Linked DNA regions of Dromaius novaehollandiae: region 1 is linked to region 2. The links are chromatin contacts, called in public Hi-C maps. All regions are on one chromosome and are shown on one strand. The core of a region is the stretch at or near the end of the contact, and the rest is flanking DNA. Distances in the headings are between cores, read along the strand shown.

Region 1 (3,903 bases), core at 856-3,355, 320 kb after region 2:
TACTACCCAATTGAATGAAACCGAGAAGGAGGAGCCAAACCTCAAACTTTACAGGCCCATTTAAGCGCTCCTCCTGTGGGCATCCCAAAGGCCAAGTAGGCTGGCCAAGAAGAAAGAGGCAACAAGGAACTGGAACGTCTCCATACTGCCCCCATGCTGACCAACACAGTCAAGCCAGATGCAGAGAGAAAGGAGGCTACATTGAAAGAGATGAAGGTTAGAAGAGGCTGAAGGTCCCACATTTGAACTGATTCATAGAGCAATTTTATGTGATGCCATCGCATTTACAACACAGCTAGACTGGGCCCAGCAAAAGCTAGAAGGCACATTATAGAAGGAATGGGCTTCTAAACCTGACTCACTTCCCAAAGCTTCTCCTAATACGTCTGAACTGTGCATCACTTCCTATCAGACTTAATCTAAAAACTTGTACTTATTACAGCCCTCAGGACTTGCTGAGCATTTGGAAACTGAGTGCTGCCGTTTTACCTGTGCCGTCTAGCACCAGGCTCTGTTATGACACAGTCTTAATAACCAGGGAAGAGGGGGAAAAACAGAGCATAGCTACTACTGCATGACCTTCCCCCCCCCCCGCCCCCATCTCTAGCCCTCAACTGATTTGTTGAATTAAGCTCTTAGCACTAAAAGTCAGTGGAGAAATTTGGTTTTTAACGAAGAAAATTATTCACAAACCCAAGGCAGCTAGAGAAAAGCATTAGATAACTGGTGTTGGAAGATCAGAGGAACAGTCTGCATGTAATGAAATGCAACATTTCATTTTACAAAGCAGACGGCAGGATTCACCATAAGGATGGCTGGTATTTTTTCAGACACGCAGTTTTCAACCCTTTCTATAGGAAAGTTGGGGAGGAAAACAACCTATATATGGAGTCTTGCAATTCTATGTGAAAATATGTTCGTCTTGGTTTTTATCAAAGGCTATTTCTCCAATAATAGCCCATAATTAAAAAAAAGACTTGCAAACCATCCTTTGCAGTCCTTTGATAATTTGAGGGTTTAGCTGCTTAACAAAAGAGTTGTCTTTGCCTTATCAGAACAAAATTGACTATGTTTTTTTAAATAATTAAGTCATCTTGTCTTGCCTTCATAAGGAGCTTGATCCTGCATATTCTTCATCACACCATAAGTTCTTAATCCCTTAAGTAACCCCATTGAAGTCAACGGAAGCATTAAAAATGGCAGAACTTGGGCTCAGAGCTCTAAGAAATGCACATGCTTAGGTTTGAACAGATGCATAAATGCCCTCACGGTCGCAGGCTTACTGAGGGAGCAGCTTTTGCTAAGTCTCCAAGCGAAAGAATCTGGATAACATTAATGTCAATTTGCATGCAATTGTGAAATTCGAGGCATTTTCCACTCCACAGTTTTCCAAGAGAAAGACCTGGCTACAGCACACTAGCAAAAAATAAATAAGTAAGTAAATAAAAATTTATCTCCCCTCAGTCCTCAAAATGGCAAACTCTCTCTCCTCACTTATGAGGAACCTTTCCGTCCAACTCAGACGAGCAGCCCTCTCCCATCGCCCGGCGCCGGCTTTTCCCCTCCTAGAGACCATCTTGGATCTCCGCATCACCTCGGCGGCCCAACCCGCGCTGCCCTCGCCGCCACGGCCCCCGCCGGCGCCCCGCGTCCCCCGGCCCGGCCCGGCCCGGCCGCTGCCCCCGGGCGCCCCCCGGCAAGCCCGCCCGGCTGGAGGCGCAGCCCCGCCGAGCCGGCGCACCTGCAGCCGCCGCCGGCCGCCCCCCTCGGCGCACCGGCTCCCCGGGCGGCGGCGGCGGCAGGGGCTCCCCGCAGCACTCGGGCAGCGCAGCCCGGCAGCGGCTCCGCTCCAGCGGCACCGCCTCGGAGCGGCCGGGGCTCAACGCCCCTCGGCGCGGGGGCGCCCCGCGGGGAGAGCGCCTCCCGCGCCGCGCCGGTTCCCCGGTCCCTGCCCGGGGCTGGGGGCTGGGGGGCAGCGGCGCCCGCCCCCGCTCACCGTTAGACCGCCGCACGATGTTCTCCAGAAACGTGTTCTGGGGCGCCACCAGCCCCCGCCTTCCCCCAGCCATCGTCGCGCTGCGGGAGCGCCGCGCCCGCACTCCGCTCAGGGCCGCGCGACGCCGCGCTCTGCCGCTGCCGCCCCGCGCCCCGCGCGCCTCATGCCTCCGCCGGAACCGGCACGGCTGTGCGGCATCAGCCCGCCCGCCGCCTCCCGCGCACCGCAGCCTCGCCGCCGCCGCCGCCGCCGCCGGACCTCCCCGCAGCGCTCCCTGCCGCCCGGCGCCGCGTCGCCGCCCGCCGCAAGGCCGGTGCGGCAGCGCCATCGTCTGGCGGCGGCGCGGCGCCCGCTGAGGGCCGGGAGCGGGCGCGCGAGGAGCGGCGGGAACGGCGCCCCAACGGCCGCGGGGCCAACGGCCGCGGGGCCTGGGCCCTCGCGGCGGCCCCGAGGGAAGCCTGCCCGCGCGGGGGGCAGCGGCCCCTCCTGCAGCACCGGCGGCGCCCAGGCGCCAGGGCCTCCGGGGCTAGGTGCGACGCGCCGTGAAGCAGCAGAGGTTTCCCACTCCAGCTGACTCGGGCCTGCTGCTGGTGACTGCCTCTGTCATCCCACCTTAGGTTTGGTTCTTTCCCAAGATGATTTTTTTCAAAAGGTTACTAAGTGTTACGTGGTCAAACCAGTAACAGCTCAGTCAATGTGATAAAGTATTTAAATATAACCTTTGACAGGTCTTAACATCTTTGATGTCTCTGAAATGTTTAATTTACAAAGGTTTTTCCTTCAGGGATTAAACTGCTTTGTTCTTTCCCCTTTACCAATCTATCAGTAAATGGGAAATACTCAGATCTTTTTAACAACAGGCTTTCTTGCTGCTGTTGGCAGTGACTTGCTGTAATGCCTCATTAAGTGCAGTACCTACAGACTTTGCATCTCAGGGCATGTCCAAGACAATAATATACTTTTGTGTGATCACGTAGGGGAAAAAAACATGATTTTTACAATACTAGCAAATAAAGCAAGACCAGGACAATGGTCCACAGCCACCCAGGCATTTTAATTGCTAGCAGCATCCCAAACAGAGCCCGCGCTCTCCCTGACGGCGCTCAGGCAGAGGTCAGAGCACCGCCGAGACCACCACGGCTGGCCTGAGCGCAGCCGCGCTGTTTGGGGACGCAGGAGCATTCAGCTCTGCAAATGAGCTGTGCCGCGCCATGTGGTGTACGGCCCGGGAAGGGTCTCAGGGCCCTTCGGTTTAGCCAGGCAGACTGGCCTGTGGCTATAACCGAAAGATGATGGCATGCAGCCGCCGTATCTTGGAGAGCTGAGGGGTGGAAGAGCTCTGCGGTTATTTTACAGGCAGGTGACAACTTCACTGCAGCATGAGCTACCCGTGAGTCCCAGAGTGTCCCAGCGAGGGCAACGGCCTCAGCAGCCGCTGCTGCCTTGCTTGTCTCACAGCTGGAGATCTGGATGACTCCTAAAATCCCGGAATGACCCAGCCAGCTGTCAGGCATGTGAAGTAGCTGCATCATGGGAGCTGCTTTTGAATTGTTCATGAACTGAACTGCATGCTGGCCATCCCTGCATTTACTGCCAGAGAGAGGCAGTTAGGAGAGATGATCAAGCACCTGAAGTTGCAAATAGAATCCAAATTTTGAAATGTTGGATTTTGAAAAATCCCATGGAAGTATTTGCATCTTTACACATCTAAATCTATCCCTAAGAACTGTACATACGAAGAGCCAGGTTATCTAGCTACTGCTAGCTTCAGCAGCACAAAAACAACCTGAAGCTATCTTAGCTATCCGACAGCTTCCCCAGAAAAATTATCATGGTAGCCTTTGATGCTGGATTTACACAACTGCTAGCAGCTAAGAGTGAGGTTTTGAAAAACTGGGATCCCAAAG
Region 2 (4,227 bases), core at 657-3,156:
ACATTCAGCTATCAACAATGTCTTGTGGCTAATGGAAGCAACTGTAGTAATTCCCTGATGTGATTGAATGAGTTTCTGTCTAATATTTATGTAGTTTTAAGGTTAAAGTGTACATATTATTATAAAGGAGTAGTGAAATTAGCTTAGGAATTCTTCCTTTTCGTTTAAATTAACTTTCAATAAAGGGCTTTACGGTTTCAGTGGAAGTGATTTTAAAGCTTTAAAATACAGAAGAGAATTGCAATGCATTTATCCGTAAGGACCCCTGCATGGAGGAGCTGTAAGCTGTAGGTCTTTCATAAAATATTGTAGTTGCATTCAGCCATGCTGCGGAGTTCTGAGAGCTCTGTTTTCATAAATGGTGGAAAAGTTTTGCAATGTATGCTGACGTTGGCAATTTTGGAAATGGTCAGCACTGGTCTAATTCAGTTCCCGTTGAAGTCACTCAAGTGGCGTAACAAAACTAGGTAACGCTTAGAAGCTTCTAAAAAGGTCCCAACAGCAAGACCCAGTCTTCTTGCTGTTAAGAGTCTACAGCTAAACTCTTGTGGACTGTAGTGGGGGGCTCTTTGAATAATGTTCTTTTGCTGTGTGTAACAGACATAAGTATGTCCAAAAAACTAAGGTTGTCATAAGTAAAATCTTGGTCAGGCAATAATGAAGAATAATTCCAAATTGCTTCAGAGCAACTACAATTTCTCAAATGCCTTCTCAGAATTAATTTTTTTTTTAATAGAGAAAACAATCTGTTGTTACATAATGAATTATAATCAAGCATGTTGCAAAAAGAAGGCCTGTTTTGTATAAACAAAACTGAATCTTTATGTAAATGTTATGTAAATGTGACATTTAACTTAAACTGTTGGAGTGGGGAAGTCGGGATTAACAAGGTACAGATCTCATCGTGTTTATGTGTTGCAACTGTGAATTAAAACAGTTTGTTATTTTTGTGGCAGTGTGTTTGAGTTACTGTCTTCAAGCAGGAAATATGCAGTTGGTGGAAAATGAAATATTTTGAGATCAGTTCAGGACACTTTTTAGTAATTTTATTGAGTAGTTTAATGGAAATAGATCAAAGGGTATATTTCAATATAACAGAAGAAAGTATGTGGCCAGTAGTCTTGAACCACCTGAGATTCTGAATTTATTCTTGGTAAAGTCCATGGAATTATGTCACAGATACATTTTTTGGCTCCTGACTCTGATTATGAAGTGCAGAATTTGCCTGGAATTTACATGCAATTTCATTCTGAGCATCTCTGCTTCCTTTATAACTGAAGCAACCTGCATTTCAGATTGCTTCACACAAAACTGAATGTATAAGAAACAGTATTTATCAAAAAAAAAAACCTTTTTTTTTATTTATGCAGTGCTTGTGGTTCTACCAAACACTTGTAGTTAAAGCTAAGCATATGTATAAAGGGTTTTTTAAACCAAAGTCTAAACGTACTAACAAATTTCAGCTTAATTCTGTTTTTTTGATTACTTCATTTTAATTTTTCGTATTTAATGTTTTTTTTTATTCCTCGTGTTGTGAACTGTATTTGAGCTTTGGCATGCAGAGAGACATAGTTACAACTTTGAAGTAGTAGGATGCAATTGGTATAAAACAAATTTCAGTTTCAAGGCTGAAACGTTGTATGTTTTCATTTCATAAAAAATGTATGTTTTAGATGTGATTCAGAAAGTTGTGTGTCACTTTTCCATGACAGTGTATTGGCAGTGTTAAAACGTAGACCAGAGTTGGAAAAAAACATGGAAAAACAGGATGAAAAAACATTCTTTTCTACTCCCGACTTCTGGTAAATTAGTTCTATGCAGTGTAACTGCCATAAATGAGACCTTAGCCAGCACACGATTCAGGCTAAACCTTTGTAATCTTAACAGCTGCTGCTGTGAGGTTACCTTTCATCCTCCCCTTTGAAAGAAATGTTATACACCACCTGTCCTGTTTCCCCTGCCATATGCAGGGCTAATAAATCCTTAAATTAAAATGGCTTTATCTGACTGTCTATTAATTCAATAAATTAGAAAGTACTGATAGTATTGGAAATATCAATCCAGATAAACCAAAATGACATTCAGGTTTTCTGTATTTAATGTGAGTTTTATTTTGAGTCTGGGAGTATCATGCCTTCAAGAGGCAGCCCTGCTGCCTTAGCTCTGTTAGGAAGCGTTCAGGTTGGTTCACCTGCTATGCAACATTGTTGCCACGAGAGGGTAGCCTTGCCCTAACGTTTTGTAGACTTTTATGCTGTGTGTTAGCATATAGTCCTATTTTCTTAACTCTTGTGGGTGTGGAGGAGTGCATACAGCTAAATTGCAATTCCTCAGCATGGAGTCAATTTTCACCTGATCTGTAATAAACTAGAGCAACCTAGAGGCTGCTGTAATATATTCTACCTAGCTGCAGGCCCAAAGAACTGTCTGGCAGTACCTGAAGTGCTGCAATTTGTCTTTCTGCACTAGTACCTCCTCTACACTCAGCTAAGCTTGGGAACAGATGAAGCTTTTCGTGTTTAAGCTGTGATCTGTTTGTCATCTTTCTTTGTATGGCGAATGTTGTAGGGAGTGACGGCAGTCCATAAGGCTGGCCTCGTAGTTTTGCAGGACAGTCCTATTCTAGGTGGTCTGCATCTGAGGAGATAACACTTTAATATATTAATCTCCTCTGCTTTTTTTTTTTTTTATGTCTGCCTTTTCTTCCTGAAAGTACTAATTCAGACAGTGGGTAGTTTGTGTGTGGTAAGAGGTACTAGGAGCAGCTGCTCAAAATAAGTGCGGATTGAAACAGTGAGATACAGAATGATTCTCTTTATCTCATTGGGCAACAAAACAGTAAAACTTGCATACATTTGTCTTCCTTAGCTACCTTACAACTTGGAGCATTTTTGTGGATTTAAGTATTTTGAATCCTTTCCTGAAGATTATGGCTCTTCTTCAAATATTTGTGCTTGAGGTCAGCTGGCTTGGCCTCGCCTGGTTCCATAGTTAGACAGTCATCTAGTTAGGTGATTTGTTAAAATTTAATGATTGAATGTTGTCTGCAGGCTTGCAGAGATGTGTTACTGAGACAGCTTGTGATACAGAATGTTTAAACACCAACCCCTTAACTTTAATCTGAATTTGTAAGTTACAAAACGCTCTCAGATCATCCTATCTGGATAGTACATTAACAGATGAGTTATCTGTATCCAAAATAGATACTATTACTGCTTATTTTTGGTACTTCAGTAGCATGCAGCAGTTTCACTAAGATCAATATTCCAGTACCCTGTATGGTAGATGACAGTCTGCCTTTCAGTCTCTGTCCCTGATCCTGTAAGCTCTTATGCATAAGTATAAGTAGAGTTCAAGGTCGTAGTTCTAGGGTCTCTGAATTTTCCAAGTGAGTTTGTAGAGCTAAGGAAGTCTGTAAGATCTACATTAGATCTATGCAAGATGCAAAGAGTAGGCATGAGAAACAAATCTAAAGGGCAAAAAGAAAGGACGAAGGTAGGAGGCTTGATAACACGTCTAGTTACCCACAGTTCTGGTGGTTTGAGGGTTTCAATGTGGAGGTACAAATATCTTGCGACACCTGAGTGGAGTCCTTAGACCTTGATGTGTGTGTGTCTGCAGTAGTATTGATTTCAGTAGTAAACCCTGGGTAAAGGACTTCACTGCAGTTATCTGCAGCACTGATGGCAACTTTACTATTTTTAGAGCTGTAAGCAAGATACCTAAGAGAAGTGCTGCTTGTGTGGAACAGGAGGCATTTTAATGAATATTAAGCTTGATAAGGCACTATATTGAAAATCATACTCTCTCTGGACTGATTCCTAAATGGTATTTGGAATTGCTGAATGCAAATCACAGGCCACTAGTATGGTGAAATGGAAGGCTCTGGGACCTGGCAGTCTGAGGATACGAATGCTGACCCCAAGAGTTTTAACTGATCTGTGGTACTATAATGTAAAGTGAAATCCTAGCTTCGTTGCAGTCTGTGGGAGTTCAGCAAGATCAGAATTTCACCCTGAAGATCTCCATGCTTTTTCTTTTTGGATCTGAAGCAGGAGAGTGATTATGCTGTGTAAAATGCTTTGAGATCTATGGATTAAAAATGCTATATAAGAGCTAAACATTGATATTTGTTATAAGCTCTTTACATAACACCAAGAACAGATGATAAAACAGGGCAGGAAGTAAATACTACATTTGGAGTCATTCTATCATAGATAAAAATTT

What was found. Hi-C and Micro-C count contacts between places; a contact is called where the count stands out from the background.
Region 1: a contact with region 2 is called in a Hi-C map of brain, with 5 times the contacts expected there. The contact joins the promoter of KCNH1 here to the enhancer-like site in region 2. A contact is called at or near these places in 2 of 4 Hi-C or Micro-C datasets (brain and ovary).

What each region holds. Positions count from the first base shown.
Region 1 is chr3:102,800,009-102,803,911 of bDroNov1.hap1, forward strand. It overlaps KCNH1 (potassium voltage-gated channel subfamily H member 1), which reads right to left and starts at 2,106. Exons shown (of 12, transcript XM_064509627.1): 1 at 1,997-2,106. The coding sequence starts at 2,069.
Region 2 is chr3:102,480,420-102,484,646 of bDroNov1.hap1, forward strand. The region is part of intron 8 of HHAT (hedgehog acyltransferase); the gene reads left to right. Among named protein-coding and RNA genes, the nearest start is that of HHAT, 74 kb to the left of the region's middle. Within about 2 kb of position 1,907, at least 1 of the 2 cell types and tissues checked has open chromatin away from gene starts, as enhancers often do.